Regions from separate parts of the Mus musculus genome. Here region 2 is linked to region 1. The links are chromatin contacts, called in public HiChIP or PLAC-seq maps. All regions are on one chromosome and are shown on one strand. The core of a region is the stretch at or near the end of the contact, and the rest is flanking DNA. Distances in the headings are between cores, read along the strand shown. Region 1 has its middle 11 kb from the start of Edn2. Region 2 overlaps Gm36574 (a long non-coding RNA gene).

Evidence for each region. HiChIP or PLAC-seq counts read pairs in DNA pulled down with a chosen protein or histone mark.
Region 2: a contact with region 1 is called in a CTCF HiChIP or PLAC-seq map of the NIH/3T3 cell line, with 9 read pairs. The contact joins two enhancer-like sites. A contact is called at or near these places in 1 of 15 datasets of contacts at CTCF or cohesin (the NIH/3T3 cell line), 6 of 484 Hi-C or Micro-C datasets (the 3T3-L1 cell line, cerebellar granule neurons, cortical neurons and 3 more) and 3 of 115 datasets of contacts at active chromatin or transcription factors (embryonic basal ganglia and embryonic stem cells).

The regions. Positions count from the first base shown.
Region 1 is chr4:120,146,782-120,153,069 of GRCm38.p6, reverse strand. No RefSeq gene overlaps it. Among named protein-coding and RNA genes, the nearest start is that of Edn2, 11 kb to the left of the region's middle. Within about 2 kb of position 4,334, at least 182 of the 459 cell types and tissues checked have an H3K27ac peak or open chromatin away from gene starts, as enhancers often do. A contact at or near this core is called in the NIH/3T3 cell line, cortical neurons, embryonic basal ganglia and 1 more, where this site is marked.
Region 2 is chr4:120,366,709-120,373,768 of GRCm38.p6, reverse strand. All of the region lies in intron 3 of Gm36574 (a long non-coding RNA gene), which reads left to right. Among named protein-coding and RNA genes, the nearest start is that of Gm36574, 27 kb to the left of the region's middle. Within about 2 kb of position 4,453, at least 88 of the 459 cell types and tissues checked have an H3K27ac peak or open chromatin away from gene starts, as enhancers often do. A contact at or near this core is called in the NIH/3T3 cell line, cortical neurons, embryonic basal ganglia and 1 more, where this site is marked.

The DNA of each region.
Region 1 (6,288 bases), core at 3,085-5,584:
AGCTCAGGATAACGTGAGTCTGTGGTGTAGGTTAAGACTCCAGTTGTAGAAGTTGAAGTCAGGCCCCTTGTCTTGTCTGAGCATCAGCTCTGACTGCTACAAAGAGAGGGCTCAGTGGGTGCCTTGGGGACCATAAATCATAAGTTTGGATGCAGCACAGAAAGACATCTACAGAGAGCCTTCCCCTGGAGGGAAGTGTAGAACTTGGCCTGTAGAGGGCGCTACAGAACCCCTGCTCTCAGGATCCCTTTATCATAAGACACTGTATCAATCACCTACCCTCCACCTCATCCAGAGCGTCCAACGTGGCCTTGTCATGTGGCCAGCATTCTGTCCCCACAGCTCCTGCTTCTGAGCACATCCCACATGCCAGACGCTGCACCAAGTGCTTTGCTTGTGTTGTTCCATTTTTTCCTGTCCCACAAAAAAAGGTCCTTCTTGTTACTCTTGTCTAACAGATGAGAAGCCCAAGACTCAGACAGCGAAGGTGGCTTATGGGTTCTAGGTCTTCCTGCCTCACAGCCTGCATTTTTAGCCACCATCCCAGCAAGTGCCATCATATGTATAACAGATGCAGCTTTGTCAGCCTTATTTTCATATGAGGAATCTGGTCCAAGGTGATTAACCGGCCAAGAGAGAAGTGAGACTTGAGTCCAATTCAGTGGGCACTCTTGACCGGAACTCTCAAATTCAATTTAGATTTTTCTGATAGTTCCACAAAGTCCCCAAGAGCATGTCCAGGATGACAGCCTTGAATCTTGAGGTTGGAGGCAGCAAGAGAAGACTCTGCCATCCTTCAACTTGACCCCAAACCTTTAGGAATCCTGGGAGCTTGCTGGGGAAAGGGAGGAGGCTGTTTACATACTGTGATGGATGGTGAGCTGAGCGGTGACTCAGGGAGGAGGTCCTGAGTGGAGGATGGTAGGCTGTGTGTGGCACAGACCAGGCCAGGCCATTGTTGGGGTCCCCCAGGAGGAGGAGGTTTGGGTAAGGCAAAGCTGAGTCACGGCAGCGAGATCAGACAGGGAGCTGGGATGGCCCAATGACCTCACGCTCATCTGGGTCTGGCAAGGAGTCTTAGGCCCAGGCAGGCCTAGTGGGCGCAACCTAACAGGACAAGCGCACTCTCTCCCTAGCTGCCATAACCAGGGGTTGGTTGTCCATGAGACCAGAGAGCCTCCTTTCAGGTTCACTAAAGTCTTACATTGCTGGAATTCACAAATCCTGCCTGACTTGGGAGACACTGGTATAGGACCAGGTGGCATACAATGATGAAATATAATGATACCTTTATGGGTCATGGGACTATGAAAGCTTTTTTTTCTTCTTTCGTGTGTGTGTTGTATGTGTGAGAGTACGTTAATATGTGTGCTGTTTTCTTTCTTTCTCCCCCTCTGTCACTCTGTTTATCACACATCTGTATGGATCAGAAACCAACCCTTGGTGTTTGTTGTTTATTTTAGTTTTTGAGACAGAGTATTTTACTGAGATCTGGTGCCTGCTGATTGGGCTAGGCTAGTTGGCCAATGAGTCCCAGGGCTCTCCCTGTCTCTGTCTCCTCAGTGTTAGAATTCTGAAAGTGTACCACAATGCTCGGCTTTCTTCCTTGCCTCCCTCCCTCCCTCCCTCCCTCCCTCCCTCCCTCCCTTCCTTTTTTTTTTTTTTTTTTACATGGGTCCTGGAGATTCAAACTCAGATTCTTGTGCTTGCTCAGCAAGCATTTTACCAACTGATCCATCTCCCCATCCCCAAGTTCTCTGAGTTTTGGACAACCTCAGTCCAATGGTTTCACCCAAGGAACAGAAAGCCCAAGGACTCTAATCCAAGCCCTGGTCCTTAGTCAGAGCTGAGGAGAATTGAATGAGTGAGAGGGACACCCACCACCTCCCAGGAGCCACCGCAGAATAGAGGGCCAGGGCATAGCAAACAGCCTTGACCACCCTGGCTTCAGCAGCTCATACTTCAAGTTCCCAAGTGGGGTGACTCATCCACTTCTTAAATCGATCTACCTCACAGTGGACTAGATAATGGAGACAGAGAGAGACACTCTTCCTCCAAGGACTGATAAAGTGGGCATGCCCATCAATCTACCTGAAAACTATGCCTGGTATCCTCCAGAGGCCTCTGCCTTCTCTGTCCAGTCTTCCCCAGGTCTGGGTCAGAGAAACTGTTGTCAAGGCCAGGCAGACAGCTGAAAAGAGTCTTCTCCAAGGGGAAATGGCCTTTATCTCCCCAGATAAGAGGCACTGAAGAGACCCCGTAGGTGGATAGGGCTGGGGAGGGCCTGTTGGTTTCATGCTGACCATAAAGCAACCACTTTTTTTCTGGGACATCCTCAGCCTGAGTCAACCAGGGGCTGAGACTGCTTCTGAGTTCATCAGCCACTGCCCAGCCTTGAAACCCAGGCCTCGGGCACAAGGGAGGTCCAGAGCAATGACTTGGTGATAATGACAACTGTGTGGGCAGCTGTGCCCACGTGCTAAGCACTCTCCTTGTCTTCATTCATTTGATCTTCTAAATAGCCTCAGGAAGTGGACAGGGTGTGTCCTGGGAATGAGGTTCATAGAGGCCGTCAGCTGCTAGGGTCAACACAGCCAGACACAGCAGGGAAGGGTCTCTGGCTCTGAGGTTGAGGTCCTGTCTGCAGTGCAGTAAACAAACAGAGCCCACTCTGCTCGACCTGTGGTCTCTGGGACTTGGGGAAAGAGACCCCCGGGGACATCAGTACTTTCCTGTGACCAGGGGCTGGGTAGTGTGTCTGTGTTGGCCAAAAGAAAGTGCATCAGGAGCCAGAGGCTCAGAGGGCCTGTCAGTGCTTCCATCTGAGGATTCTTGGCACTTTCCTTTATTTAGGAGAGACAGTTGAACAGGGCCACAAAGTCTGAGCAGAGGGCACATGGAGCATCCTGGGAGAGGGGTGCATCACTCATGGCATTTAGTGGAGAGAAAGCAGGCTACCAGGGTCTTGAACATCAAGTCCAGAACTTAGCTTTCGTGCAATCAAGTTGGAGCAAAAGACCGTAGGAGGGAGGGCAGGGGACTGTGTCTATGGCTAGGGGGAAGGCAGGCCAGGGGGGTTCCAATCCAGTCCAGCTCTGAGGAGGTGAGATACTTCCTTCTAAGTGGATGACCACAGAGCCTGAGAAGAGTAGCCCAGGCTACCTCCTATGATGGTCTCAGGGCATGGGAATTATCTATCTATCTATCTTGAGTTTGGGTATATGTGTGTGGAAGTCAGGGTAAAATTTTCTGTGGTCAGCTCTCTTCTTGATCCTTGTTGAAGCAACGTCTGCTTGCTCCTCCTGTTTTGTGGACTCAGACCAGTTGGCCCTCAAGCTTCCTGTCAATCTCCCAGTTTTTGTTTTTGTTTTTGTTTTTGTTTCCCCCTCCGATCTCTGTGCAGTAGTGAAGGGATTATAATCTCATGCCACCACATCTACCTTTTCAACTGGGTTCTGGTCCCTCTCTATCTTTTGAACGATAGGCTGGCTCCAAACTCCAAATCCCATGGCCTCACTTTCCAGGTCTTACTGTCCCGACTGCCCTAAGCCCCATCCTCCTGCCCTCTGCCTGAAAAGAGAAGCGAGCTTAACTCAGTTTCTCTCTGTGGCTCAGCATAAGACCACATAACCCAGGAGACCAAGGTTTGTTCCTTCCTCCAGTACTGTGCTTGCAACTTCTCCCACAGCCTCTGGAGGGCGCCCTGAGGCTGACAGCTATGAGCCAGGGACCAGAACAGGTGGAATAGCCTTGGCCTTCTCCAACCTGCCTCAACCCCTATAGGAGAGAGGGAGCCCGCTTCATGCTCCAGGGGACATATGCTAAGCTTGAAACCTTACAACCAGGGCTCCAATCTCAGCCTTAGTTTCCTCTGACTGTATTATCTTAGGGAGAAAAGCCAGGTCCTTGCAACCTTGTTCAGGGGCTTATCTCCATTGTTCACATGGAGAAACCGAGGCTGCATAAGAAGCAGGGCCTCCCGCAGAGGCTCACCTACTGCCACCCTCGCATCCCAAGCCACAGGGCCCACACTGGCATTTCCCTCCGATGTGCGCGTTGGGAAACCTCGTGCTGGGGGCGCGAGCGGTCCAGCGAGCATGGCTTTGCGAGTAGGTGGCAGCTGTGGTGCTCGGCCCGCCCTTGCCTTGCCACCAATTTTGGGCAAAGCCGCGCGGCGGCGCGCTACGTGACGGCCGTGAGTCAGCTCGCAGGAATGCGGAGGACGCTTTGTTCCCGGCTTGCCAGCGGACGAACGTGCCGGGGCCGGGGCGCGGTGGGCCTGACATCACCGGGAGGCTGCACCGCAGCCACGTGCACCCGGATCAGGGCCGCCGCCAGGAGCTGGAGCCTGTGAGGGCCCCTCAGGCCCAGCCCCCCGGGAGGCCTTGTGGTACCTAGTCCCTAAATGGTGCAGACAACGCAAGTCCTTGTATGAATCACCTAGAAGCCGCTTCCCCCTGACCTCCATCCCTGCCTAATGGGATAGTCAGATGGACTGAATCCTTCAGTGGCTCATGGAGGTGATCTGGGACCTATGGAACACACATGGAGGCTGATGTAGGAGGAGGTAGCAGGGATGAGGCCTTCCCTAGCCCTGCCCCCAGCGTGGCTGGTGTTTTCCTTCCCTGGGCCTGGGCATGTCTTGCAGGCAAAAGGTGTGACCTGGCTATTTTGCCCTGCCTCAGTTCCTGTATTAGGTAAGGGGTGCAGGGCCTTGAGAAGTTTGCAAATTACTGATGGCCACACAGAAGGTCTTTTGTGTACTAGGTCGTGACTGGGTCTTTCTAAACGAAGTGTCATCTGATGACAGATCAACTCTGAGTGGTAGACACTGCAGTCTATGGATATCAAGGCTCAGATCAGAGATGAAGCCTAGACCACACACGTTCTGGTACAGCAGTTAGCAACCCAGGGCAATCTGGGCTCCTTCTTTCAGTTGGATATGGATCCTTCTTTGGGCTGGAATGACCCAGGGACCCTCCAAGCTGATGCATACTGCTCACGTTTTCATCTCTGGCACCTGGAGTGGGAGTTCTGAGGCTCCAGTGGATGGGGGCAAGGTGTTCGGAGATGGAGCAGCGATGTCTGGGCCAGGGTCCCTGCAGCCCTGAGTACATCATCACTTGCCTTTATATTTTACAAGAGTTTTTGCCTTACCCATCCCTGAATCCTTGAGGGCAGAACCAGATGGTCTAGCGTGTGGGTTGCAAGCATTGCAGGGGACAGGTCGAGTGGCGGTGGGCTGCAGGGAAGGCTTTCTGGACGGCATATTTCTCCAATATGCTCCTGCTTCTCTCACCCCCGTCCATGCTTCCTGACACCACGACAAACTTCCCTAAAGCTGGCTGGAGCCCCAGGGCCTCAGTTGGCCTGGGGGCTTTTGCAGGAGGTCATCTTTGAAGGTGCTACATCAGGAACTCTGTAGTTGAGCTGGTCTTCATGGGGACCGCACCACCTAGGAACCCCAAAGCTCCACTTGGGGCTGTTCCAACATCCTGGAATGAATTCTGAAACTCTTTGGTTTCTGTTTCTCTCAGACTAAGTTCTGTAGGAGGAAACGGAGGTAACCTTGTTCACTTTAGTGCTTAGCTTATTTCGGGGTATGTGGTGTGTGTGTGTGTGTGTGTGTGTGTGTGTGTGTGTGTGTGTGTGTGTGTGTGTGTATGTGTATTCAGTATTATCTCATTAGCCCAGGCTGGTCTCAGATTTACAAACCCAGGTTGTTCTTTTTTTTTTTTTTAATGCATCAAGTTAATTAATTAATTTGTAGACATGGTAACATATACCTCAAGCTGGTCTCAAACTTGCTATATAGCCAAAGATAACCTAGAACTTCTGAACCTCCTGTTTCCACTTCCTGGGTGCAGCCCAGGTTGTTCTTCTTTTTTTTTTTTAATGCATCAAGTTAATTAATTAATTTGTAGACATGGTAACATATACCTCACGCTGGTCTCAAACTTGCTATATAGCCAAAGATAACCTAGAACTTCTGAACCTCCTGTTTCCACTTCCTGGGTGATGGGGATTATAGGCATGTGCCACCCACCATTCCTGATTAGTGTGGTGTTAGGAATTGAACCCAGGGCTTTGTGCATGGCAGGCAAGCACTCTACCAATTGAGCTACATCCCTAGCTTTGCTCATTATCTTCTCTCCCTCCTCACATCCTTCCTTCTACTATGGTCTTACACATAGATACATCCTGGGCAGGGTGGTGCCATAGAAGTTGGAGGCCCCTGTTCTCTTTGTAGCCTGAGGTCCCTGCATTTAGGACAGCATCTTTCTCCTG
Region 2 (7,060 bases), core at 3,204-5,703, 220 kb before region 1:
AAGCCCTGTGTTGAGTCTGTTTCTTAGCGAGCCAAGGTATAAAGAAATGTGTGCTGCTCTGTAAGGAGGCCTGGAAAGAAGAAAGTGGCCAGAGGCACTCCTCAGGAGTCCCCCACCCCCACCGCCACCCCCCACTGCCTGTCCTTCGCCTTGAAAGAGGACAGGAGGCAGATGAAGGGCCCTAGCAGGAAGTGTGAACACCCCTGGGAACAGAGGGAACTGTGTTATAGCAAGCTTCTTCAGTAACTGTGAAGTCTCAGCTGGGGTTGGGGATGCTCCATGGGTGAGACTGGAGCAAGAGATAACTTTGAATCCATCCCTGCAATTTCTGCTCTTCCGCAGATGCTGATTTCTCTACTACACACAAACAGAGCAATGCAGGCTTGGCTTGGGCAGTGGCTCACTCAGGACTGCACCTGGGAAGGGTGAATGGGTCTGGGATTTGAACCCAGGGCTATGCATTACAAGTTCTCAGTTCCTGCTTTGGCAGGACAGTAGATCTCTTCTCTGCAGAGGTGGGGTTGGGAAGGTCAGAGAGAGAGAGAGACCTCAGAGGGGAAATTAGGGCTGCAGGGAACAGGGGGAGGTGGAGGGAGACCTGGTCCCAGGTGTGCGAGAGATCCAGAGCTGCTGGGCAGGCACATGGGAAAGAGCAGAAAGTAGGTCAGTCACACAGGAGACAGAGCATGAAATTAATGAGCTCATGGGAGTTGGAGTAGTCACCTTCCAGGAGGGCAGTGAAGGAGGCGGAGAGTCCCTCTGGGAGAGATCTTGAGGCCTGAGGGGCTGGAGCAGGTGGGAAGTGGTTGGACCATAGAGTTTCCTTTCTAGTGCTGAGCATTGCGGGAAGGGGGGCAGTTATATCAGCTGGGCAGCAGAAGGGAATGATAGTGTCCTCAGGGGCCCAGACTGAGGTGTCAGACATGAGCTCTGTGGGGGCAGAGGGCATGTTTGCTCTTCAGATGCTGACATTCCTGCTGCCCAGGACAGTGCCTGGCACAGGATTGGCATGCTGAGGGGATACATGAGGAGAAGCCGCCCTGCCTTGTGCATTGCTGTGTAGCTCAGGGTGGAGGCGGAGGAGAGGGTTCAGAGGCATCAGCCGAGTTCAGCATCACCTGCTGAGTGGCTGCCAGGTGCCATCTCTGCCCTGGTGTTGAGCACACCATGTGTAAGAGAGGGGCTTTCCTGTGAAACTCACCATCTAATAGAAAAGCTGGCTATGAGTGACTTTAACAACATGTGCTAAGCACAGAAGTGGATGGCTGATGGGGACCAAGAGAAGGGGAGTTCTGTAACATTTCTCTGAGTAAGGAATTGCTGGGGATGTGGAGGCTGTCAAAGCTTAAGTGCATATACCAACATGTGTGTGCATACACACACACACACACACACACACACACACACTTAAAAATATATGTCCAGGCATAGAGGTGCATCCCTGTAGCTTCTGGTCTTGCGTAGTAGGAAATGAACAATTTCAAGTTCAGCCTTCGCTACATAGAGTTCAAGGCCAGCTTAGGCTAAATACTGTGTTTATTGACTCTGCTATGTCTTGCATATTGAATGTCTCCCAAAAGCCCATGTATCAAAGCCTCGGTCTCTTACACGGTGGTATTAGGAGGGAGGTGCTGTGGAGGGGAAGCCTAATGGGTGTTTCTTAGAGCATGGAAAGACTGACGCCAAAGGGAATTGTAGAGCGCTGGCCCTTTCTCTCCTCTGCTTTGGCTGCCTGGGTAGTGAGGCGACTGATTTTGCCCGGGCACACACACTCTTGCCCCAGGCCTAAAGCAGTGGAACTGATGGATCATGGGTCAGAACTTGCAGAACATTTTTCTGAAATAAATGTTTTCTCTTCATGAGTTGAGTACCTCAGGTTGTTTGTTATAGCCTCAGCAAGCTGTCTACTTGGCTCCCTTCTTCCCTCCTACAGGGTGACATGAAATTCATTTGGGTGTCAGGGCCCTCGCCTAGAACTCTTGAAGGAGGGGGAGGGTTGCTAAGTAGGAAGGCTTCAATCTCGTGATGCCTTACCTCCATGTTCCTCAGTTCCTTTAGAAATGTATCTCCTCCAAGAGGGGCTGGCCCAAGTGTCAAGTAAGACTGTGAGGACATTAGGACAGGATGCAGATCTGGTCGGGCTCTGCTGGGGACAACAGTGAATATGACATGTGCCACAAGTGTTCACAACAGGAAGAAGAGTGAGTGAATATGCCAAGTGCTGCCCCACTCAGAGACCTTGAGCATCTGCCTGGGTCTTAGATCAGGGTTACCTGCTGCTGACTTGGTTGGGCCCTGTGTCTGGGGTATCTTTAGTGGTTCTGGCCTGACCAGGTCGTGGTAATCAGAGTTGCCCCATAAGCTGCTCCGTCTAGCCAGGCCCTTGCAATCAGAACTCTCCAACCTGAAGTACCCAACTTGTCCTGCTTAGGATAGAGTCTTGTCCATGCCAGTCCAGCCCTCAGTGTGGGCTCACAAGCTTTTGGGGCAGGTCAGGTATCATGGCGCCAGTTTACAGATGAGAAGGGAGAATAAAGTGACTCACTAAGGCTCTTCAAAGAGGGTGTGTGTGGAGAACTAAGCTCACAGTTATGTCAGGCCAATTCCAAGACATCTGAGAGGGGGTGTATAAAGGCATAGCAGGGGCTGGAAACTTCAGGGAGAAATGGAAACACATACAAGCAGGACCTGAGTCCTCCTTTCCTGAGGACACTTCTGACCTCCAACCCCAGATCTGTCAGCCTGTCAATGAGAAGGTTCTGTGCGCTCTGATGGATAAAACCAGAGGGTTTTAAATCACAGGCCCAGAGCAAGGTGGACCCTGAGGCTTTCTGCTTTGGTCCACATCCATCAGTAAGCACTCAAGGATATAATTCCAGGCAACACCCTGGGCGCTGTGTGTGTGTAAAGGAGACTCCAGCATGTGCACATATCCTGCTTCTCTAGGACTTGGTCTGGTGGGCTTTTCTACTTTGTCACAACTGACATTTCAGGCGAGGTAATCCTTGAGGGATGCTGTGCAGCATAAGAGATGTTTAGCATCTCTGGCATTTGCTATCTCTGGATAGTCACATCCTCCAGAGGTGGCAACCAAAGCTGTCTCCAGACATTGCCAAATGTCCCCTGGAAGCAAAACTCCCCTGGGGCACACATGCTAACATAGTTTGCTGGGAGCTGCATCAGAGACTAGTCCATAGAGGACAGTGCGTGAGAAGGGTAAAATTAGCCCCTCAAAATTGGCCAGTGGAGATAGAGTTCACTTGCCTGAGAAGCTGGGATTCAGTCCTAGACTCTCTATACCTGGCCCAAGTGCTGCCCTGCCCACACCTCCCCACTTCTCTCCAAGTCCACCCACTGCCCTCAGCTCCCCCAGGAGGACAGATTCTGCTCTGGGAAGCCAGCCCTGGTGCTTTGAGCAGCTGGTCTCCTCAGCCCCGGACTGGTCTCTTAGCCTGCCATAGAGTTGGTGCCTAATAAGCTTTCACGCATGTTAGGAAAGGCTCTGTCTGTCCCCTGAGATGGCCCTCTGAAAGCCGACTGGGTGGCCACTTAAGTGCTGTGCTTATGCGAAGAACAATACTTCAGCAGAGTGCTTTGGCGTAAGTGCTTCCAGGTCCCCCACTCCACAGAAGCTGCAGCGTGGGAAGGAGATGGCTCTGCAGCGGCTGAGCCTACAGACTGGGCTCTTAGCAATACCCGGACCAGCTGTGGGCCCCCCTCCAGCCCTTGAGCCTGCGGGCGATGCTTCCACTTCATTATCTACAGGGGTGAGGGGCACTGCCATGCCTTCCCTTGTCTCCTAGTGCCCAAGGGACCAGTGAATGCTCAAAGGCAGGGGTTTCTCAAATGAAGCATTTGCATGTTAACTGTTTTCTGAGTTTCCAAGGGCAGTCTGTGGGGTAGGTCAGCGTTCTGTTTTTACTTTCTTTTTAGAATGACTACTTGAATAGTCATCCACACACTTAATGAGAGTTACTCTGTGCTCAGAACTCAGCAACGGGCAGACTGAATGCAGGCAGGACGGAGACAAAAGTACATTCAGAACAATGCTAAGGCTGAGAAAGCCGGGCAGGTGCTGAGCTTCAGGTAGGGAAGACCTCTCTCCAGAAGGTGACATTTAATTAAAACCCTGAAGGCAATCGGAGGGAGGGTTGCACAGAAGGTACTGCAGGCAGAGGCCAAAGCAAAAACTACCCCTAGGGTCCAGAAGAGTGGTGAGGTGGCCGGTAGCAGTTGGGGGTATAGATGAGGGACAGTGGGTGGGAAGGGAGGATGGGGGTGGGAAAGATAAAGGTCAGGGAGGGGAGAGGAGGGAAGGGGAGGGAGGGAGGCAAGAACTTTGGCTCTTGTCCTAGACTGGTGGGGGAGGGGCAGATGGCCCCAGTGGTTGCTTGAAAGTGAGTCACATGCTTGCTTTCAAATTTTATTCAGAACACAGAAGGAAGTTGATCCCACTTTGCTACTTTTCTGGAACTTTCTCCTGGTCAGCAACTGGAGTCACACAGCCAAGTCCTTGATGAAGCCAGGCCCTGGTTTGTCCCCTGCGGTTTCCATCAGGCCTTTCCCACCCACAGCTTACTCCAGTCCACTCCAAATCTTCATGGAAACAAGCAGAGAACATTTCCCAGTGATTTAAAAGGACTTCTGTGCCACCAAAGAGTATCGTTTACTCTTACTTTAATGGGTGAATGTCCCTCTACCCAGATGTCCTTGGAACACGGAGACAAAAAGAAGAGCTTGCTAGATCAGAAGGCCTGAGATCTGGTCTGGATTATGTCGTGTTGTTGCTGTCTGATTTTCCACTTTCCCCGTTTTGAATTTTCTTAACTGCCCAGAAGTCAGATGGAGCCAACCCTGCCTGCTACTTCCTTCCTTGTACCTTCATGCTACAGTGGAAGCCAAGGGCCCCTAGGTGGCGCACCTTCCTAGGCTCAGTCTCCCATGAGCAACTGCTAAAGGAGGCTAGAAGATTTGGGGGAAATGGAGGGGCAAAGATGATCCAGAGAGTGGATCTAATGGGAGACTGAGGCAAAAACCCTAAGCTAGAGACCCTTTCTGCACCTGCCCTGGGCCCTGAGGGAGTTGGTGGCACAGAGCACCTCTGTCACTATGGCTATCAGGTTCTGCTGTGGGCTATAGCCCTTACAGGCAAGGTGAATGTCTTGGGATAGATATGAGACAGTACTTATTCTCGCTCATAGATGAAGATGCTGAAGACAGATGTGCTTGCCTGGTCACCTGGGGAGCCAAAGACACAGTGGCTGTCTAGCTGGCCTCTGCTGAGGAAGGGCTCCATAGCAGGGAGGGCCTTGAGCTCAAAGTGTGGGGTAGCATCCCTTGATTTGTCCATTTCTCTTAGCTGGCAGCCTTCCCTCCACCCTACATCTCTTCTTAGGCTTACTCTCTTTCCTTCACAGCTGTAGCTATTCTCAGGAAATCCTAGGAGAGGAGTTGTTAGCTCCTCTTAGGCAGAGCTGTGTCTCAGGGCAGTTTTAGGACACGGGGTGAGGGTCAGGAGACTTTGGGTGGTGCTTGCTCCCTCTGGCTTTCTTCTCCTTATAGATAAGGGAGAGTGCGGAAGGAGGGAGTTGGGCTAGATACTGCCAAGGTCACTGTCTAGTTTGAACCTTCTGAGTTGTCCTTGAAACTCCCCTATGTCCATCAGCAAGCAGCAGAAGGCAGGCAGGGCTCTGCTTCACTCACTTAAGAGGGATGGGGGTGTGGAATAGGTGCTGTGTCATCCTGTTTATGACATCTGGCTTGGCACAGATGACAGGCTGCCGCAGAAGCCAGAGTCCTCCTCTCTGAACTTCCACAATGACCACCTATTTAGGGAGATGCAAACCTACCTCTGCAGAGGAAGCCATGTAAGGCTTGCATGGGCCAACAGGAAAGAAGCCCTCCCCTCTGTGTCCCTGCAGGTGTCCCTCTTTGGTTCCATTGCTAACCCTCTGACCCTCTGACCTTGGGATTCTTCCAAAATCAAACCCTAAGGAAGGAAACAGTTGCCACTGAAGAAATTCAGAGAACAGTGCTAGAGGAAAAAGATGTGAGGGGAAAGGAAAGAGTAGCCGCTTCTCTTCAGTCAGCCATGTGCTAGCTACTCTACTGTCCTCTCTGTAGAGTAACTCATAGCTTGCTGTCAACCACAGATGAACTTCTGTGCTCTCTGAAGATGAGTCTCAGAGGACCACATTGTGCAACTGTGAGTGTTCCATAGACCACTCTTGTCCCTGTAGAACACAAGAGCCAGGGAGGCATAACAGGGCGTGGGCCAAGATAGCTAACTGATTGTGGCAACTCACTCTTCACAGATTCTAAATTATAATCAAATTTATGTCTGATTCCATTCTCAGATTAGGTAACAGTCAAGTGGGGAAACTGAGGCTCACACAAACCCAGGGACTTGCTTACGTGTGATCACATAGTACCTTGGTTGGCTTTGAAGCAAATCTTTGATCCCAAAGTCTAGGCAGTCCATAGAGAAAGCTACTTCTTTGACAAGTTAGGTTTGTCTTGCATTCATTTCTTCATCTTGTAGCAGTGAGGGGTTAAAGATTAGGTCAGTGGTTCCCAACCTTCCTTCCATTGCAACTCTTTAATTCAGTTCATGTTGTGGTGACCCACAACCATAAAATTATGTAGTTGTTACGTCATAACTGTAATTTTGCTAGTGTTGTGACTAGTGGTGCAGATATCTGATATGTAGACTATCTGATAGTGACCTCTGTGGGGGTGACGATGCACAGGTGGAGAGCCATGGGTGAGCTGCATCAGTAACCAGAGGTTCCCAGACCTTCTTACTGAGAAATGGGGAGTGACATGCAGTGAAACCAGAGAATCAGTAATTTGAGATTTTTTTTCTCAAGTTTACTAAAAAGAACATTTTGTGGACTGGGTATGTAGCTCAATTGGTGGCGTGCTTGCTTATCATTCGATAAGACTTGGGTTCAATCCCCAGCTAGGCCTGGTGATGCATATCTATAATCCTAGCACTTTGGAGCTGGGAGTTGAAGAATCAAAAGCTCAAGGTCATCTTTGGCTGTGTAGCAAGTTTGAA